Regions from separate parts of the Mus musculus genome. Here region 2 is linked to region 1. Evidence: chromatin contacts called from public HiChIP or PLAC-seq data. All regions are on one chromosome and are shown on one strand. The core of a region is the stretch at or near the end of the contact, and the rest is flanking DNA. Distances in the headings are between cores, read along the strand shown.

Region 1 (3,349 bases), core at 475-2,974:
TGAAACACCAAATTACCTACTAAATAGTAAGATATTTAGACAATGAGGATTTTAGGGGGGGGACGGGGAAAGAAATCCTAAAATTAAATTATACAACATACTGGTCAAAACAGTAAGGCTTATTTCCCATCTTTCCAGATGCCGGGGCTAGAAAGACATACAGATATGTTAAGACAGACTTCCCAGACCAACCTTTATTGCCTAAGAAAGGTGACAGGGGAACTACTCTAGCCTCTGCTGTAACTACAAACACTGTGCCTGGGATTTAAGATTGCAGGTCTGATCTTGTTTTAGTTTCCAGACCCATCTGACAACACAATTGTTAGTTTTGTACATATCCTATCTTCCCAGGACATGCAATTTTATCCAATACTCGGTGCTACCTTTTCTTTTGCTGGTATCATAGAAGGCATTTATCTTTACATTATTTCTACTTCTGGTAATGAAATTTCGGACACTAAAGTATGCCCCAGGAACACATCCTCTTCATTACCAGCACAATAAACATTTTAAAGAAGAGTAAGATTCAAGTACAGCTTGTATCTGTAGGTGGAGGGAAAAGATATGACAGAAGAGAAAAACATAAAGGTATTTTTAAAAAAACAAGATCATAGAAGTATGTTTTCAAGAAAGGCTTTCCTAGTGTTTTTTAATTAGTAAATACTAAAATTATTACTATGAATTGAAGCTAATCAAGTACTGAAACATACTTTACACTTGACCATAATTAATCTGAGATAAAATTAAACTGTTACTTAAAAATTAGCATTTTCACTTTATATTACTTATCACAGGATATTAAATGAAGACCATATACAGATTCAATCATTAAGGTCTCACTGGTCTACCTAGCTTTCTGAAGAGTTAGGAACAAATCAAATCCACCAACCGAATTGCTGGAAGACATTGTGAGCACCGCACAAGATGGCTTTGGTGGGGAACGGAACCGATCTCAGGATCTTGGCATACCCAATGGCTCTACCACTGAGCTAGTCCCCCAGCTTTGCAGTTTAAGATACTTTGTTTCAAACCCAGCTCAATTTCGTAGCTGCTACAGGTCTTTAAAAACATGTCACAGGACTCCAAAATCATTTTGCCCAGGATAAAGTAACTAGCCTTTAATAATCACAGTGGATAGCTAGGATTTTGAAATTCCGCTTGACATATCTAAAAGACAAACTTTAAGATAAAGGGATACAAATCTGTAGAAACTAAACTTACAAAATCTCTCCGTAATAGATACTAGGAAAATGCTGTTGTAAGATCCGATGAGGGAACCGCTGTGTTCACGCATAAAACATTGTTAAAATGCTTGCAAATAATTCTGTAAAACAGTCTAGTGTAGCAGTAAGTCTAGAATACATATGTTAAAATTAGTTTTCTTTTCATACAGAGCAATCATAGGCCTCAAAGTAGATGGAGAATTCTTTTTTTTTTTTTTTTTTGGGGGGGGGGAGACACCATGAAGATGAAAACAAAGAGAACACGAAGGAAGGAGTACTTTTTCTATTCCGGACAGTCTTTTGAAGCTAGATGTATTTTTGACGGAAAGAAACTTAAAGGCATCTACAAAACAATTCAAAGAGGGCAGACTCCGATTCATTCTACTTGATGCCTTCCAAAACCATACCAGCTGGTACACAAGCAAGTCCCATCTCGAATTCCCTTTCTGCCTCTAAATTTAAAGGGATGAAAAGGTAGACCTGATCATTCGCCTACAACCCAGGAACCTCGGTGAGGACAGCAGAAGGGCCACCTTCGTCCAAGCCAGAGCACAGCAGGTCCACGAGCTCTGGCTCAGCCAGCAGCCCCTAAGCAAACTGAAAGGTTCCCAAGGCTACCGTACCAACACAGAAAGAAGAAGGGAGCACTAGAAACCCGAGAACGTGGCGGGAACCGGGTCTGCAGCCCCAGAGCCTTACGCCCGCGCCTCGGGTCGCCCCTCGTGCCGACGGTTTGTTTTTAGAACTCAGAGTTCGAGCCGAGAGTTCGAACAGCGGCTAAACATTCCGAGCCAGAGGCTGCCCCAAATGCTGGCATTCCTAGATGCAGATTCCACACTCCGTTCGCGCAGCTTCTTCAGGATACTCTACTGTCGTTAAAGTCTTATCAATTACATGTCTTTTATTGAATGTCACATTTCAAATTAGCATAATTTTGATGGCCAAAGCAGTTCAGAATGAGAAGCGGAAAAGTAAAGACTTTTTGGCGAATCTGAATGAGGAAAACGGAAATCTTTTTCCTTTAAGGAGCCGCTCCTCGACGTCACTTCCGGCAACAATAGGAAACGTCAAAACCTTGCAAGGTCCGCCACTCGGGCTTCTGCAGGCAGAGGTGCTGTGACTTCGCGGGAGTCTGGGGCGGCTTCTGGTTCCCTCGCAGCCATCGTGTTCTCCAGCGCGAACACGTGCGCTCTGGACAGGCCTCTCCATGGCTTGGGCACCAGTTCCCGGCTGAGCCATTTTCTTCTCGGCTGACAGCCCCCGCCCACAGGCCGAGTCGTCGCGGCGGCGGTGGAGATCCCAGGTCGCTCAGGTACTCGCGTCGGCACAGAGGCTTCCAATGCCTTGCTTCTTCCGCCCGCCCGGACGCTCTCACTTTTCTCCTCCGAAGTGAGGGGTAGGGATGCTTGCCACTTGATAGCCCTGGCCCAGCAAGCAACAGTTTAGGACCAATGGGTACTGTGAGACATTTTGAGTGACAGCAGCGGTGGCTTATTAAAATGGTGTATCAGAATCGAGAGGCGGGTGTGAGTCTCTTCTGTTTCTAGGCCATTGGTATAGAGGTCGATTTGGGACTCGCGGTAGCGACGTGGTGTCGTCCCTCTTGAAAGATGACAAACGGTGGAGGTTACTTTCTTCAGTTTCACGTATTGCTTTTGTGGTGGTTACAGCGTCGTTCGATGCCAAGGCACGCTTCATTTCTTACGGCGTCCCCTTAATACGAATTCAAACATATCCAGTTTAAGACCTCCGCTGATTGCTAGTTGCTACAGTCTCCAAACAGACTGTAAAATTGGTTCAACACTTTCCTTTTCGTTTTGTTTTTCTGTGGCTACGCTCCACTTTCCACATCGTATTACTCAGTACACATTGTCTAGACAAAAACCATAGAAGTTTGCAATTCTTACTCGATATATTTCTGGTTTATTTTTCGTTCTGTATTTACTAATTAATAATTGTGACTACTTAATTTATAAATGAGACATTTATTTGTAAAGACCCCCACCCCGCGCGCGCGCCATATTCTCTTCATTACCCTCAATACTGCAATTGAATACAAACTGTTGTTCATGTCAGTGTTTGCACTCCGTTTTTGTTTGTATTTTGAGACAAGGTCTCCTGTGTAC
Region 2 (3,234 bases), core at 191-2,690, 800 kb after region 1:
CCCACGAGGACCCACCAATTTTTGTGCAGTTCATTTCCTGGCCTCATAAGAGACCTGAGAGCATCTCAAGAGGACCCTCTCCCACCTTCCACTAGATATCTCCCCAAACCCCAGTCCCCCTAAGTAACTCACACCTAGCATGGAAGGAGCCTGCTCTAGCTGACTGGTTTAGCTGGCAGGACATTACTATGACCACTGTGTGGATTTCTGGACCCCAAAAGGTCAGAGGGAGCAGGGCCAGTTGGAGCCAAGTCCAAGCATAATCCAAGCATAATCCAGATGTCTAAGAACAGGGACATCTCCAGAGGCCCGTGTGTAGAAAACCCATTCATCTTGGGTCCAGTGAATTTACTCTGTGGAAAGACAGTCTAAGATATGCCCCAGCGAGGAAGGGAGCAGCTACAGGAAGGCTGACACAGTCTCCTGGCTGCACAGCTCCCTGAGCTGTGGAGTTTCTTCTGAATTAAAGGATGTTCTGGTGTGGTCCACCTGGACAGTGTTGTGCCACATGACTTGTGCCACCAAGCCCTTTGAAAACAAACTCCTTTACTTTGAGTGATAATCCAACCTCACTTACCCTAAGCAGGATGGCCACACAGCCCGGAAGTGCTTGCTGAGACCCGGAAGCACCTGGAGCTGGCCACTCTCCTCTTTAGGAGACCTTGGCCATCCCAGTGTGTAAAGCCTCAAGTCACCTGGGACCAGTATTATGTGTTTGTGATCCTCGCTCCTCTTGTCCCACCCACCTCTGGAATATACACCCGCTGAGGGATGGAAATCTCAAGACAGCAAATGGAGCTAGTCCTTCGTTTTACTTAAGCTATTTTGGTCTGCCCTGCGGTGGGGCAGGAGACAAATGATACTTTATAATAGGAGCCTGATAACTAAAATCTCATCATAGATTATAGAATAGATGTACTAGAAGGATCTTCGGATGTGATCATAATTCCACACATAATAACGCAGTCACCTGTACTCCCTCCCGCTGTGTGTATCTCCGCGGGGTGGGGGACTCCCAGTGATCAGGGGTGAGTGCGCGTGGGGGTACAGAGGCTGGGGCGCACCCCTCAGCTCTCTGGGGAACCGGGCTTGCGGGGCGCCTAGCTGGCCCTGTGACCCGCCCGCTGTTGTAAGAAAAATGTTTCAGATTCAACCTGAGCTTCTTTTCGTAGCACAGGAAACATCTGGGAAGTTTTCCCCCAGCGTTTGGAAAAGTACTTACTTCTCAACTTGGCTCTAAGACAAACCTGGGTCTGAAGAGGGTGCACAGGGGTTGGCAACCCTGCCTGGGTACAAACTGGGGATCTAACTGGTGGCAGACACTTGGGTGAAGGACGAATTAAACTCTTAGTCCCGCGTCTGCGCCTTCTGGCCTCATTGTTTTAACGTCTGTACTACTTAGCCACAGTTTGAGAAAGAATAATGCCTTTACATTCAGAAAAACTTCAAAGACCTGGGCTTGCTCAATATGGAGCGCACATGGTAGTCTCCGAAGGCCTTGTCTGCCAAAACATGTTTCTCAGTATTTTTCTCTTTTCTTCCGATCTCCCACCCCCCACTTTTTTTCCTCCCCCAGATGGGAGGGAACCACAGGCTCAGGTTACCTAGGGCGGTTTGCCTTCAAGTGAGGCAGCTAGGGCTATCCTAAAGCATCTCGGGAACAAAATCTCAACTAGGAAGGGACTTTGAGGATGAACGGTCTCCCCAGACAAGATGGAGAGATTGTAAGTTGACCAGAACCCAGAAGGGACTGTGACAGAGTGAGCGCATCATCAGATTTATAGATGCTAAAACACAGTGCCCTTTTCCTGCGGATGCACACTTTTCTGTTGGTAACTACTTTTAAAAATAAGGTTAAGATACACTGGCTGCTCTCTTCCCCTTAGCTCATGGCTCTCCGTGTAGAAAGTGTTTCCTATTTATCCAGTGAACTAACCAAATAAAGACAACCATCTGTTAATACACTTTTCAATTTTTGTCTAAGCAATATCAGTTCGAAACTTTTTTGAAACTATTATCTAGATAGCTACCCCAACTTACTTACTTACTTCTTTTCTCCCCTCCTTCCTCTCTTTCTTCCTTCCTAAGTTATCCAGCAGAGAGAAGCAGATGGTTGGCTAGAAGTTCAGGTAAATTGCTTCAGGAATTCGGTCAAGGAAAATCCCAAAACAATATGATTCATTAAACTGATGTGCTTCGACTTCTGACTTTTCTTGCAGATGCTAAGACCCCCTCCAAAAGGCAAAGGTATTTTTGTCCAGGGCACATAGCTAGAGTGGAGCTGGAAACAGCCTCCTTCCCAGACTGACTGTGAGCAGGGCTCACCATCCCACAGCAGCAGCCTGGTGGGAGACATCAGATAGCTTCCTCTTCTTTAGCCTCTTCTATTAAATGGACTCCTTTCAACACCTCTGGGGGGAAAAATGATCTCAGGATATTATCCTTCGGCGAATTTACATGCAGAGTTAGTATTAGAGGCAGGGGTGGGTTCTTAGGACTCCCATTTTAAAGAAGATTCATGCTGTCGCCAGGACATGCAGCCTTTTCTAACACAATATTGATGGTGGTGGGGAAGGAACCACAGCACACATGGAGCTGATTAACCACGAATCTTATCAAATCTTCCAGCTCTCTAGCGGCATATAAGATATACACAGGGCCAGCAGGCCAATTATCATGCCAGCACTCACAAAACCTGTACTTCAGACCTGGCTTCGCCACCGACCTATTGCATTCAATAGCCAGCCACTTTCTACAGTTTCAGTCTCTCTAGATATAAGTATGCATGTATGCAAATTCACATATAAAATATATATGCACTTAAACATAAATATTAATTTTCCATCTAGATGAACTCTTTGGCCCACAAACTCAACTTCTCTCCCCATTTTCTTTGTTATTGTATTTATCAATATTTAATAAACCTCATGCTCACATCTGGCGGAAGGTGGAGCTTCTTAGGTGAAGAATTGAGAACAACAGGATCCATGGAAGAGTTTTAGGGGGCTTTAGCCCCTTTATCCCACAGATGAGATGCAGGGCCCAAAGAGGCTTCCTCAGGTCACCCAGCTGGAAATCCCAGGTTGGCTTCCTACACAGTATCACATTCTTTCCAGAAATTTATTACAGAAATGGGGCCTACTAGTCTCTGCTGTAAGCTTGTGTCAGCACAGGTCACATCTCTGTCTACCTCTACCTGCCACTCCAATAATCTGCAGGCCTTACATGGCTTTC

The links. HiChIP or PLAC-seq counts read pairs in DNA pulled down with a chosen protein or histone mark.
Region 2: an H3K4me3 HiChIP or PLAC-seq map of embryonic limb bud shows a contact between it and region 1, with 7 times the contacts expected there. The contact joins the enhancer-like site here to the promoter of Cep44 in region 1. A contact is called at or near these places in 3 of 39 promoter capture datasets (cranial neural crest, liver and second pharyngeal arch cranial neural crest), 1 of 484 Hi-C or Micro-C datasets (cardiomyocytes), 11 of 115 datasets of contacts at active chromatin or transcription factors (astrocytes, cardiomyocytes, craniofacial prominence and 7 more) and 4 of 9 other capture datasets (embryonic stem cells, embryonic tail, embryonic trunk and 1 more).

What each region holds. Positions count from the first base shown.
Region 1 is chr8:56,548,842-56,552,190 of GRCm38.p6, forward strand. Cep44 (centrosomal protein 44) reads right to left here and starts at 1,725. Exons shown (of 11, transcript NM_001009951.1): 1 at 1,704-1,725. It overlaps Fbxo8 (F-box protein 8), which reads left to right and starts at 2,313. Exons shown (of 6, transcript NM_015791.4): 1 at 2,313-2,535.
Region 2 is chr8:57,347,906-57,351,139 of GRCm38.p6, forward strand. The region is part of intron 2 of Hdnr (Hand2 downstream lncRNA); the gene reads left to right. Among named protein-coding and RNA genes, the nearest start is that of Gm34030, 14 kb to the left of the region's middle. Within about 2 kb of position 1,441, at least 9 of the 459 cell types and tissues checked have an H3K27ac peak or open chromatin away from gene starts, as enhancers often do.